Linked DNA regions of Mus musculus: region 2 is linked to region 1. The links are chromatin contacts, called in public HiChIP or PLAC-seq maps. All regions are on one chromosome and are shown on one strand. The core of a region is the stretch at or near the end of the contact, and the rest is flanking DNA. Distances in the headings are between cores, read along the strand shown. Region 1 overlaps Gm20139 (predicted gene, 20139). Region 2 overlaps Map3k5 (mitogen-activated protein kinase kinase kinase 5).

Region 1 (3,745 bases), core at 893-3,392:
ATTTAAGCATAGATCCTCCTGTCTCTCAAGTGTATCTTCAGGCAGATGAGATACACACACACACACACACACACACACACACACACACACACACACGCACATGCACACACACACACACACACACACACACACACACACACACCTTATGGGAAAACATGAACACTATTTCCCCAAGACTTGGCTTCAATACAGTTGGCCACCTAATGTTCTGGGGAACACAACCAACTAAAAATGTGGCTCTAGAGCCATGACTAACATAGGGAGCAACTATAGTGCCCAGATTATGACACATCTAGGCACAGTCAATATCAATGTCCTGGACAGCATCAGTTGGTGCCAGACTTCCTCTTGACCTCTGTCTCTAAAGTTGTCAGCCAGAAGGCTGTGCTGGATACCAGACACTTGGGAGCAAGAAAAAGAATATTTTGTATTCCATTAAAAACAAAACCCTTGAACTTTGTGTTTGGGACTTTGATCCTCCATCGTTGACAATAAAAACAGGATGAACATGTGTGTCTAACAATTTCTGGAGCTGCTAAGCTTGAAAACTCTTTGTGTTAACACCTTCATTCATTTTCCCTTTTAGATCATTAATATTAACTGGTATTGGTATGTCACGTGTTTAGATAAAGGAAAAGAAATATACCTAGCAGGGTAAAAAAACACATCTAAACCAAGAAGGAATTATCAAATCAAAGGGTAACATGTCACCTTTGCACAGCCCAGGGAAAGCCTCTGGCTTCTGCCTTGGAAAGCTGAAGACTGCTTAAATTTCTGTGGAATTCTGGGGAAAATCCAGAGCTCTCTCTGCTTTGAAAACAATGGCTTATAGAGATAAACTCTTGGCTATGCAACCTAAGAAGTGGGAAGGCCAAGAGTGTCCCTAGGGTGGATACCGGGCCTGATTAGCATTCCTTAGAAGTCCCACCCTTCTGGCTCCATCCAGCTGACACTGATTTCTGAATGGAGGGCTTGTGGCCTCCTGCCTGCTCAGGCCCCACTTGGAAGATCAGCACAGAACTTCCTGTTATCAAGGGTTCCACAGGTTGTCAGTGTTGCAGCCACACCCTGAGCAGAGCTGACTAGGTACCCTTAGTTGTTTGCCAGGGAGTCAAGGGGAGGGAGCCAGCAATACCTAGCCTCCAGCTATACTAAATTCTCTCTCTCTCTTTTTTGCTTTTTTGTAGACAGGAAACAAGCCTTAAAAGTTCAATCAATATTTCAAAGTTATGCAGTTAGTTAGTGACAGAGCCAAGAAAAGTGGCCAAGTTTCACTTATATATTCAACACATATTAATCAATTTCTACTCTATGTTCAGGATGTCAACAGTTAAGTACCAACAGAGGGAGTGGCTTTCAGGAAAACTGTGTACATTCAGGAATGAATGGCAAAGGGCGGTAATTTGGGATGTGCACAGACGTCTTAGATACAACAGGAGAGACTGGGGTGAGGGAGGCTGTTTAAAGACCTAGGGGGAAATGTGCTTAAGCTGCACGAAACAAAGGTTCACTGGTCATAGAAGTTGGGAGTGAAGACATTGAGCGAACAACATAGCCAGGCAAATGTCTATCTGTCCTTCTTGTAGCTTGGTAGAATTTCTTGTGATGATCCTTGTTACAGAAATAGGTACAGAATAAGCAAAATAACTGGGACAAACACCGACTCAGTGTGCTCACTGTGAAGGAATTTCTTGTGGGTTTTAGAAAGTCTTTATGATAGTTCATAACCCCAGCTCTGTTTATTCTGGGTCTGACCAGAGTGATTTCATCTTGACATTGGCAACTTTCATATCCAATTTTCAGAAGGGAAAGAGCAATGAGAGAAACTTTTTTGCAATGGAGGGTTAGCAATTTGAGTCTAAGCCCATCCTCCAAGTTTTATTCAGTCACCAGACTTAAGTCCTTTCTCGGGTCATCCAGGGAGCATGCAAACATGAAATAGCATTCCTCTTGCCAGGATGGATTCCTCCAGGAATGTGATCCAGTCTTTACTAAAGCAAATGTGAGGGGGAATTTGTTCTATGGCTTGGATATGCTCTCTCTTTTCTAGAATGTTGTCTTCTATGGATGTGCTACCCAGAGCTGAGGGATGTAGCCTGTTGATCAGCCGAGGCTACACGGGAAGAAAGTTGGGAAATCACCTATGCCCTTGACATCACAAAGCCACTGAGAAACCAAACTTGGAGGCCCTGCAACAGCCTATCTTGACATGTGATCTGATAAAATGATCTTACTGATTAACTCAGTTGAGTCAGGTTCTGTAATGCTTGCAACAGAAAGCATCCTTCAAAAAGATGAGCAGTTTTAATGATAGGTCGTTATTAGTGTTTCCATCCAATGGTTTCTGATTTTTTTTTTCCCATAGGAGAGTGTACGGCAAGGATGAGAGGTTTGGGAAACTGGAATTGAGCTTCTTAGATTTCTTCAGAAATGTCATATAGTTTAAGATCATAGCAGGAGAAATCTGCTCAATAGTTGATTTTTCTGTAACTGTGCTCATTAGCCCTAAGACAGCAATGGAGAAGATAGGTCACAGTAGTCTACAGTGTGTGGGGATTTCCAAAGATGTGCTTTTCTGTCTCTGATCCATTACATTGTCTTCAAGATGCTGACCTTTTCTAAGATTAATGAACGTCTACTAAATGCAGGGTATTCATAGGTTTCTGTTGTGTGTGTTGGGGGGGGGGGGAGATGTTCTCTGCCTTCTAGCTGTATTCAGAGAATCTCATTGTGAGCACAAGGTGTTAGAACATTTAGTGACCTTCAGTAGGACTGAAATGGCTAGCATATCATTAAAGAGTTGAAAACTAGTGTGTGTGTATACACACACACACACACACACACACACACACACACATATATATATATATATATATATATATATATACCTACATATATATACACTTATATCATGTTTTGTATACATATATACTGACTTATGTAGTAAGCTAGTAAGTTATATATACTGCTCATTTAAAAAACAATTATGTATGTAGGTATGAGTTTCGTACTTCAGTCTTAGTCTGTTCTCTGGATGTGTGTAGCGTCCATGGAGGCAGGAAGAGAGTGTCAGAACTGGACTTATAGATAATTGTTAGCTGCCATGTGGATGCTGAGACTCCAACCCAAATTCTCTGGAAGAACAGCCAGTGCTCTCAACTGCTGAAGCAGGCTCCAGATTCAAGCTTCAGGCTCTCTCTCTCTCTCTCTCTCTCTCTCTCTCTCTCTCTCTCTCTCTGTGTGTGTGTGTGTGTGTGTGTGTGTGTGTGTGTGCTCGAGTGCACACTCACTCGCACGCAGGCCAGAAATCATCACTGAGTGGCTTTTTATCCATGTTGCACCTTATTTTTTGAGATAAGACTCTAATTGAGCCTGGAGCTTTCCAGTTCAACTAAGCTGATCATCTGCCCCTGAACACTGAGATCACAGGTGCACACCACAGCTTTTCATGTGAGCACATGGTTCATGCCATGCAGTGAACACTTTATTTACTGACAGAGAGAAAGGGGAGGTCCTTCAGTCTGCTGCATTCTTCAGGGTTGGTCTGAAGGCCTGAGAACCAGGGGAGACAGTGATAGAAGGTCTAAAAACCAATATTTGGGGTGTCCAAGGACAGAAAAAAATGGATTTCAGGGCTCAAATTGCAGGAACAAACTCCCACTTCACCCACTTTTTTTTCTATCCCAGCTGTTAACTAAAAGAACAAGACCAGTTCCCGTTGTGAGAGCAATCGTCATCTTTATTC
Region 2 (3,745 bases), core at 907-3,406, 910 kb after region 1:
TATTTCCCTAATCACTAGGGACAAGGGATAATTTTTTCGAGCTATTTCTTAGTTATTTTTATTTCTTCTTTGGAGAACTCTGTTCATATCCCAAGCCCATTTACGAATTGGTCCTTTGGTGTTCTTTGACTCTGATTTTTGAGTTCTTTATGTATTCTATATATTAATCCTCTATCAGATGTATAGCTGGCAAAGATTTCTTCCTAACTATGGGCTTCCTCCTGATTTGATTGTTTCTTAGGTGTGAATAAGCTTTTTAGTTTATTAGGTCCCACTTGTTGATTATTGAAGTCCTGCTTAGGAAAATCATTTTCTATCCCTGTATCTTGCAGGGTACTACCTGAGTTTTCTACTATCAAAAAATGATAACGTTTTGACAGACCCTGGCTTTTTTCTTTTCTTTTTTTTTTTTTAAGATTTATTTTATTTATATGAGTACACTGTAGCTGTCTTCAGACACACCAGAAGAGGGTGTCAGATCTCGTTACAGATGGTTGTGAGCCACCATGTGGTAGCTTGGAATTGAACTCAGGACCTCTGGAAGAGCAGTCAGTGCTCTTAACTACTGAGCCATCTCTCCAGCCCAAGCCTGGCTTTCTTAAAGTATGTTCCTTTGGTAAACAAACAAAATGAGTTCACCTTTTGGTGAATACAAAGCCAAAAAGTGCAACCAGGAGATTAAAAGAGAAGGGCATTTCACTATTGAGAGCAAGCAGAGGTTTTGTACTTTGGGGTTTTTTACTTTTTACTAGCCTGAACAGAGAGGATTTTTCTTGTGGAGCCTCTCCGTGCATACCCATATTGATATTGGAAGGTGCGCATGCTCGAGCACATGTGGCTTAAGGTGTCCATCCTGTGATCATGTTAGGGGCAGAGATCACATGGTCAAAGGGATAAAGGGTGAACATAATACTGCCAGAACTGAGAACTTAGAAGGATAATGAGCAGAGATTACTATGGGCTACCTAGAAGAACGGGAGTGATTGTGTGACTCGTTTCTCTTAAATATGTTTTCAAGCGTGTTAGCCGAGACATATGCCAAACTTTGAAGGTCTTTTAAGCAGGCAGCAGTGTTCTGTGTGTATTATAGGTGTTTGTTTCTAATGCACCTGCTCACTACCCTATAACCAACGTAAATGTCCTAGGTAATCCACAGAAAGTAAGGAACACCACAGAGAAGAGTGCCTGGGAAGTGAAGGAAGTTATTTATATAGATACTGTCCACAGGTGACCCAGGCTAGCTTAAACTGTGGTGAACTTTCCCTCGGGGGCCATGTTTGGCCTGTGACCTGAAGAGAAGATTATAAACAACTGATAACATAAATGAAAATTATATCAAGAACTCTGTATTGAAAGGAATTCTCTCCTGAGATAAACTGTTATTGAAGAACACAGTATGAATGCCATTGTTTGGTCTAAGGGCACTTTTATTAGGCTCAAGTCAACCACAAACAGCATCAGTGAAAAGATAACATTTTGATTGGAATATTCTTTCCCTAGGGTGACAATGTATTGATTAATACCTACAGTGGTGTGCTCAAGATCTCTGACTTCGGGACATCCAAGAGGCTTGCTGGCATAAACCCATGTACCGAAACCTTTACAGGTACGCTTTTCCCGAACGATACAGATCTTGGATAATTAAGAATGTAATTGCTGAGCCTCAGCGTCAGGTGAGAGATAAACTAAGTCAGGTTTCTCACAAACACTGATGCTGGGATTGCCTGATGCTCACTGGAAAACTGTACGGGGCCTGACTTGCCCTCCTGTCTTCCTGGGTTCTGAGTGGCTCAGCCTGTGTGTAAACCACTGAAGGTGACTTCCCACTCTCAGCATGCTTGCTTTTTGTTTCCTGACCTTTTTTTTTTTTTTCCCTTGACTGGCTTACAGCCACTCTGACCCTCACGAGACTGCTGTTTACAAACATACCCTCACCCAGCCTCTCTGATTCTTACTCATACCCAAACAACTTCCTATCTGGGCTCCAGTTTCCCCTCCTTCTTAGTCTGTTTTCTCCCAGGAATCAATTCCCCTCCCCCACAACATAAATAACCCTAAGATTTCAATTCAGAAAAGAGGAAGTGACTCATCCACTCGGAAGAGGTGGAGATGAGAAATTGGGCAACGCAGTGACTGAGCTGCCTCTGATGCCAAGTCCTGGGAGGGTGGAGACAGCAGTTTTCAAAAAGGTGAACACAGCCAAGAGGAAAACAGAGCCCAGCAGATGGATGACTGCCCATTAGATACCGAGCCTGCAGAATGTCTCTGTTCCATGTTCTGATGCTAACTCTCCAGGAGCATTGGGCTCTGTTATTATTAGAGGAGGAGGGCAGGGCCAGAGATTTAGAGATTGACTAAAAAAAAAAATTAAGGAGTCAGTGACTAATCTTTGATTCAGTGTAAAGCAAAATGGCCAGATGTCCCCATTTCTGAATCCCCTGTGGTAGACAGAAGCGCCCCCATTTTGCAAGTGGGACATTAGTGGAAAGAGGTGGGAGACACCTCTGGTGGTCAGGGCAGTTTGTCTGTGATGGAGCTCAGGGTTTCCTCTCTACCTTTGCTCTTGCCATTGGCCTGCAGACCTCAGTCCATCTTCCTCTCCCCCTTACTCTGCAGTCTGTGCTGGTGGCCTCGGAGGTGGGAAGGAGGAGAGAGAAACCCTTGTGCCTTTCAGATCCTCCTATCTGCGCCACCTCCTGGACTCCACACAATGTATTTCAGACACAGGATTACCCATATTTACGATGTATTTTAAAATAAATTCCAACCGACGAGCAACTTCCATGTTTGCGCCTCTTTCCTCATTCTCTCTCAGCTTAGCAAGCAGCCATTTAGATGTTGCCCAGACTCAGTGACTTGGGAGATGATAATTCCTACTTCTGCAATGTTTGTGGGCAGGATGTTGATCTCATACCTCCTTTTCATCTTGAAGATTTGTCTTTAATCCACAAGGCACTGTAGGGAAGGAGCCCTCACCGGGGCCCTGAGCCTATAACTCTCCCACTGGCCACACATGAAGGTGATGTGTACAGTGTATGACTAAGGAGCTCAGATCTCTCTTTCATGCTGATCTGAGAGCCATGGCTTGCAGGCAGGTCTTGGTCCTTTCAACACTGTGGGCTTTGTAGTCCTGACTGGCTAGAGGTCAAGATACCTCGTCAGCTCTGGTGAATGTAGTGGGAAGACCTGGCTTGATTTCAGCTCCTGCTGATTTGGGTGAGGGGCAGACAGGGCGAGTCATCGTTTATTGCTCTGACTGCATACCTTGCTTGGGTGCACAGTGCATCATACACACTGAAATTTGTACATGAACCCTAATCAGGAGGTAACATCATCCCGGTTTATGGTGAGAACATTAAGGTTCAAAGAGTTTAAATAACTTGCCCAAGGTCACAGAACTGTTTAGTAATAGATCTGAGGTTTGAGCTAGACTTGACATGCTAAGTGGAGTTAATTACCTTCTCCTCAGACCTTTCCCACCCACGTTCTTCTCTGTCTCTCGCCACTGAGGGCCACTCGAGACTTTGGCTGTCACTGGCACCCTTTCTCACGCTGCAGTCTGACCATCGAGGAAGCATGTCGGTCCAGAAGTGGGACGGGCTATGACCCTTCCAGTGCCAGAGATCTCCTGTCACAGCCGCCTCACATGGCCTCTCTGCTTCTACTCCTGCCCCTCCTGTCCATCCTCAACATTGCAGCCAGAATGTCTCCCAGAGCCCTCGGTGGCTTCCAAGCAGAGTAAACA

What was found. HiChIP or PLAC-seq counts read pairs in DNA pulled down with a chosen protein or histone mark.
Region 2: a contact with region 1 is called in a FOXA1 HiChIP or PLAC-seq map of pancreatic cancer cells. The contact joins two enhancer-like sites. A contact is called at or near these places in 2 of 115 datasets of contacts at active chromatin or transcription factors (bone marrow-derived macrophages and pancreatic cancer cells).

The regions. Positions count from the first base shown.
Region 1 is chr10:19,191,404-19,195,148 of GRCm38.p6, forward strand. The region is part of intron 3 of Gm20139 (predicted gene, 20139); the gene reads left to right. Among named protein-coding and RNA genes, the nearest start is that of Gm40607, 50 kb to the right of the region's middle. Within about 2 kb of position 2,143, at least 60 of the 459 cell types and tissues checked have an H3K27ac peak or open chromatin away from gene starts, as enhancers often do. A contact at or near this core is called in pancreatic cancer cells, where this site is marked.
Region 2 is chr10:20,102,660-20,106,404 of GRCm38.p6, forward strand. It overlaps Map3k5 (mitogen-activated protein kinase kinase kinase 5), which reads left to right. Exons shown (of 30, transcript NM_008580.4): 18 at 1,501-1,606. Among named protein-coding and RNA genes, the nearest start is that of Map7, 66 kb to the right of the region's middle. Within about 2 kb of position 2,157, at least 194 of the 459 cell types and tissues checked have an H3K27ac peak or open chromatin away from gene starts, as enhancers often do. A contact at or near this core is called in pancreatic cancer cells, where this site is marked.